2 separate regions of the Mus musculus genome follow, and region 2 is linked to region 1. A link is a contact called in public HiChIP or PLAC-seq data. All regions are on one chromosome and are shown on one strand. The core of a region is the stretch at or near the end of the contact, and the rest is flanking DNA. Distances in the headings are between cores, read along the strand shown.

The links. HiChIP or PLAC-seq counts read pairs in DNA pulled down with a chosen protein or histone mark.
Region 2: an H3K4me3 HiChIP or PLAC-seq map of forebrain shows a contact between it and region 1, with 7 times the contacts expected there. The contact joins the promoter of Tafa1 here to the enhancer-like site in region 1. A contact is called at or near these places in 8 of 39 promoter capture datasets (the 3T3-L1 cell line, cranial neural crest, hippocampal neurons and 3 more), 1 of 484 Hi-C or Micro-C datasets (the N1E-115 cell line), 2 of 115 datasets of contacts at active chromatin or transcription factors (astrocytes and forebrain) and 1 of 9 other capture datasets (adipose tissue).

The regions. Positions count from the first base shown.
Region 1 is chr6:95,086,104-95,088,847 of GRCm38.p6, reverse strand. No RefSeq gene overlaps it. Among named protein-coding and RNA genes, the nearest start is that of Gm26501, 13 kb to the left of the region's middle. Within about 2 kb of position 1,482, at least 23 of the 459 cell types and tissues checked have an H3K27ac peak or open chromatin away from gene starts, as enhancers often do. A contact at or near this core is called in forebrain, where this site is marked.
Region 2 is chr6:96,111,810-96,114,974 of GRCm38.p6, reverse strand. It overlaps Tafa1 (TAFA chemokine like family member 1), which reads right to left and starts at 1,821. Exons shown (of 5, transcript NM_182808.3): 1 at 1,389-1,821. It also overlaps 2900060L22Rik.

The DNA.
Region 1 (2,744 bases), core at 233-2,732:
AAGATTTATTTATTTATTTTATGTATATGAGTACTGCAGCTGTATAGATGGCTGTGAGCCATCATTTGGTTGCTGAGAATTGAATTCAGGACTTCCACTCACCCCAGCCCAAAGATTTATTTATTATTATATGTAAGTTCACTGTAGCTGTCTTCAGATACACCAGAAGAGGGCGTCAGATCTCATTAGGGGTGGTTATGAGCCACCATATGGTTGCTGGGATTTGAACTCAGGACCTTCGGAAGAGCAGTCAGTGCTCTTAACTGCTGAGTCATCTCTCTTCAGCCCCAAACCTGTATTTCAAATTCTTGTTTTATAATCTATTTCATTAAGTTGAAGATGCAAAAAAAAAAAAAAAAAATCACTCAGCATTCTTTCTGCAAGGATGTATGCAGTAACATTCTTTGTAAAAAGAAAGAATAAGAAATAACCTAAATGGCCATTGCTAGGAGACTGATAATCAGTCATAACTCAACCAAAGATGCTATGCAAAATATTATGTGTTGTGACATCATATAAAGATCTCTTAATGAAAAAAAAAAGGCGGAAGAGCCCATTATGTTAAAGGAAAAGAGCGCCACCAGGTGGCCGTGTGGGAGTACTGAGCACTTGGAAACTACATTTCCATTATTTGAAGACATTACTTTGTTATTGAGCAGGGTATCGTGAAGACTTCCTGCTTATTTCTATAATTGTTGATTTTTTTTCTTTAAAATAAATTGGATAGCCTTACAGTTCTTCCCTTTCCCACAGAATAGTAAGCTAGATGCAAAATTAAAATAAAAATAAAAGGAGTTCAAACATAAATCCACTCCATGAATGGACAATGTTAGTCTGTGAACTATATGAGTGCAATCCCTTTCTATGAGCTATTGACTGGAGAGTCCCCAGGAATCTTGGAAACAATGCAGGTTACTTCCATTATCCTTGGTTACCCTCTATCACTACATAGTGGGATCCTATTGTTGAAGATACCACACACTTTTGCTGAAGAATATAGAGAAACTAATCTCAAACTGACCAGGAAACTTCTTAACTGACCAATTTTTATAGTACCAGAAGGTATTATGTAGGCTGCTCAGGGGGAAAAAAAACCACATTTGTGGTTGTAACCAGTTCTCCACTTTGCATGCTGCAATACTAACTTGCCAAGTAAATATGCCAATTAGTGAAATAATGGGACAACTGTTATGGGGTAATTGGTTTCTGACTGGGCCTGATCAAAGGAGGGAGTTTTATGCCTGATACTATAATCCTGGCAAAAGCCCATCATCACTGGGGAAGTTATAAGCCCTTGAATGGAACCTGCAATTTCTATTTTGATAAATGATCATGCTGTCAAAGTGCCTTCTAAATAATCACATTTATACCCCTTGACCTGGTCTGCTTCCAGCCTTCGTCAGAGAAGCTCCCTTTTGCAGTGCGTAGCAATCAATGCAGAGACTCATCACTGTTCAGCGTGCTGAGAATGAGAGACTGAGTGTTCTGTTCTAAGTAGGGCATGTACATTATTAACACCACCCCTCCTCCCCTGGGCTCTGGGAACACTGTGGAAGAAGAGACTGAAGAGAGTTTTAGCTGGGGTGGGGTGGGGAGGAGGGTGTGACAGGCTGCCTTCTGGACACGGCGTGGCTAGCGAGCTCCTGAACTCACAGTAGCTACAGTTTATACCTCCAGAAACCCATACAGGAACAAGCCATCGAAGATCCTGCATGGATGGGGTAGATGATCTCCAAGTCCCACCCCTTAGTCAGGAGCTACTGCCTGCTGGCAGATAGATGCTGATGGATGGAGAATCCTTCTTTGAGGACGCAGCCAGCGGTGGGATTCCCATGCTCCAGTGGAAGGGCCCACATGCATGCAAATATGAACACCACTAACTGAACTTAGTTAAAAAAAAAAAAAAGACAAGCAATTGGGAGGGGGCCCAATGAAGACAGTATGGAGGAAATGAGGGATAGCTGGTAAATGGGATAGTATTATTGTATACATGCACGGAATTCTTAAGAGTAAAAAATGAAAAGATATTTGGACTGTAATTAAAACTTTTTATGGCTGAGACTGTTCTCAAATAAAAACAAAAACACAAGTGTATAAAAGTGTATAATGTATAGTAGTTGCTCCAACTCCATCATTTTTAAAGCTTTGTTATTTTGTTAAATTTCTCCTGAGTGGCCCTGCCAGAGCCTTACAAATACAGAGGCGGATGCTCACAGCCAACCATGGAACTGAGCGCAGGGTCCCCAGTAGAGGAATTAGAGAAAGGACTGAAGGAGTTGAAGGGGGTTGCAACCCCACAGGAAGAACAACAATATCAACCAACCAGTCCCCCAAGAGTTCCCAAGGACTAAGCCATCAACAAAGGAGTACACATGGCTCCAGCTGCATACACTGCAGAGGATAGCCTTGTCATGCATCAATGGGAGGAGAGGTCCTTGGTCCTGTGAAGGCTTGTTAGATGCTCCAGTGTAGGGGAATTGAGGGTGGGGAGGTAGGAGTGGGTGGGTGAGTAGAAGAACACCCTCATAGAAGCAGGGGGAGGGAGGATGGGATATGGGGGGTTCCAGGAGCAGGGGAAACCAGAAAAGGGGATAACATTTGAAATGTAAATAAAGAAAATATCCAATAAAAAAGCAGATAAAATTATGTAGTCTTAATTATTTTAATTAAATTTAAATAAAATAAATACTAAATTCTGGTTTCATAAATAAAATGATTAAATACTACAAATAATCAAAGTATCT
Region 2 (3,165 bases), core at 572-3,071, 1.0 Mb before region 1:
CATTTGCCGGAGCACTGATGAATATGTATATACAGGTGGTGTGTGTATTTATATGGGCGAGCATATACCTTTTCTCAGGCACTGAAACTTTGACAGTCTTATCTGCACCTATGAGCATCTCAGGAGCTACAGAAGCTCAACGGCGCTACATATTGTCCAATTTCCCAAACAACACCTTATGCTGCATTTCATATTGCCAAATTAATCAAACTTGAAGGATCGTCCTTAGTCAGCCAGTCATAGGAAGCACCCCCTATATAAGAATTCAGTTAGTGACAGCCTTTCCTCTCTGAGGTCTCAGAGAGGGGCTGTGCAATCAAGGTTGAGCACCTTTCCTCTGTCAAATGACACCCTTCAAGAATTTCCACTATGCACTGAAAACCTGCTTGTGACCTCCTAGGATGACTTCCTTATCTGTGGAAATTGATACTCTTTCAAAGCCAGTGATAGTCAGCAAAAATAAACATTATGCACACATATATATGCATGTGCATAATTCTGGATAATTTGCAGGTTTCAGAGAGACAGAGTGTTTGGGAAGGGCTTTGAGGATGACAATACACAAACGTGACAACTGTAATTAAGTGCAAAGTGGGAACACATTCTTTTCAGCAGCTTGGAGCCATCCATGCCCCAGGCAGTGAGTCAGATGGACCAGTCACTTTCTAATTAGTTTCTAGTTTGGTGGCCCACTGTTTACTTTTGTATATGGGCATGCTTTATCTCCTTGTTTTCAGAGCTAGCAGGATAGCATAGATGCACTCTCATCAGCAGAGGTAAATAGCAACTCCCCTCCTGTGAATCCCCAAATGAATGCATTTTAGAACCTTTCTGAATAGCCTGCAAATTACAGAGAGACAAAACAGAGGTGACCCGGTAAGCATTTGCTAGTCAACCATCTCTGTTGAAATGCACTGGAAATTTAACTCAGGGGAAAAAAAATCTAACCATCATCAAACTTAACGATTCTTTAGAGACTCCTTCTCCTGCTCATTTAACCCACACACAGCTGAGCACACACAACATGCTGTGACTTGACAATTACAGGGCTTCCCTCTTCCTTCCTTCCTTCCTTCCTTCCTTCCTTCCTTCCTTCCTTCCTTCCTTTCCTTCTTTCCTTCCTTCCTTCTTTCTTTCTTTCTTTCTTTCTTTCTTTCTTTCTTTCTTTCTTTCTTTCTTTCTTTCTTTCATTCCCCCCCAGTTAACTTTCTGTAATTCTCAGCATTACTTCCCAAGCTCCTGCAAATCTCTTCTCTTGGCTGCTCCCAGACAGAGCTCTGCTCTGTGGCAGTGTTTTCCCCCCAAATAATGCATCGAGTCTTGCATACTTCTCTGAATATGTTGCAAATCAGTTTCCTGAATCTTAAATCTTACAGAGGCTTTCTTACCTGAAAAATCCAGCCAAGAGCAGGGAACCCTCCTAGTGCTCATTGGAAAGAGCTAACACTTTTTAAAATCCATCTGTGCCACAGTTCTGAGATTTTTCAAAGAGAATGCTTCCCAGCAATTCTTTATTAAGAATTGAAAAAAAAAAAAGAAAAGAAAAGAAAAGAAAAAAAGGCAAGCTTTTCTCTTCCAGTCCCGTTTCCACAGTTGTGAAGACGTTGGGCTCGTTCACTGTATTGTCAGAAAAGGAAGCAAGGTTTGAGGGGTGGAAACCTTGTCATGTTCACCTTTAAATCATCCCCTGGCGTCACCTCTGTCTGACGAGACCTTTGAAGTGATGGTGAGCTAATGTAGTTTCCTGATGAGAAGCAGTTTATAGCCACGGACAGACCATCCCTACTCCAGTACATTCAGGACAGAGTTAGGCAGCGAAATGTAGGAGCAGGGCTGCTATACCTCCGTAAGTAGCGGGAGTCTGTTTCAATACACCCCTCCTCTCTAAAGTCTCACATGTCTTAAAGTGACATTACCCTCGATTATAGATAAGGTAGATTCTAATGACTGCCCTTAACTCTCCCATGACTCAAGCAGCGCTTTAACATGATATTGCCTAATAGTCTTTGGTGGAGGTTTGGGTTTTTTTGTTTGTTTGTTTATGTTTTGGTTTGTTTTGTTCTCTTATACCATTCTCATGCCAGGGAACTGAGAAGGGAAAGAAAAATGAAAGACAAGAAGGCATCATGCAACATATTGATAGTGTTAATGGCTTTTAGGCTTCAAACAGTAAATGGGAAAGTGAAACATGCACCCAGTCTAACCCTGAATCTTGTTGCCAGCAAGCTAGCTGAATATAGCTGGGCTTATTCTGATTTTTTTTTCGGTTAGTTGTTTTGTCAGCTATTTCTCGAAATGCAATTTATCTGGAATATAACTGGTGTTTGTGTTCCTAAGCAAAATAAAAATCTTTGGAGTTATTTAACAGGTTTAATAAGTAGAAATATATCATTGCTGGCACCAGAGACTGAGTGATGATGAAGAAATATGCTCAAGGTTCTTTGTAAAAAGTATTTTTTGGCTCTCTTTAAATAGCATGCTGAGATGGAAAAGGGAAACACTCAGAAGTTCAGTTGCATCTCTAGTACTATGGTGTGAACCCCGGCTTCCCTGGAAATATACTATGATTGTACTTAAACTTCAGAGACGCATGGGAGATGACCTACTTTTCCTTTATAGGCTGCTCCGGTGATAATTCTCTGAAAATGCTCATTCAATTGCTTCCCAAGTCGCTTACATCACACCTACTATGTGACAGATGCTTGGGATAAAGCAGAAAGCAAGACTGGTGTGATCCCCAATGTCAAAGGTCACTCACTGCCTTACGGCCTCTACATTATTTTCAGACCCGAGATGGTTCTCACAAATTCCTTGCCTTAAAAACTTCAAAGTTTCTGAGAATTCTTTTGCCTTTTGTGGGCATTATAAAGAAGGCTGGATGCTGGGTGCATCTTGCAGAACAAACCTTCTTTCCTATGCTCTACAAAGTGAAAGAGGGAGACCGTCTCTGTTTTATCAATCTTTCCTGCTGTTCTTTCAATGATAACACCCCTTTCTCCTTCCATTCTTCCCTCCCTCTTCTCCTCCCTCCCCCTCCCTCCATCCCTCCCTCCTTTCCTACCCCCTCCACAAACCAGATTTCAAAATAACAATCAAGTTAATTAAGAATGACAATGTTTCAGTTTGGATTTGTATGCTTACTTCTGTGGTTCATTATATTGCTGC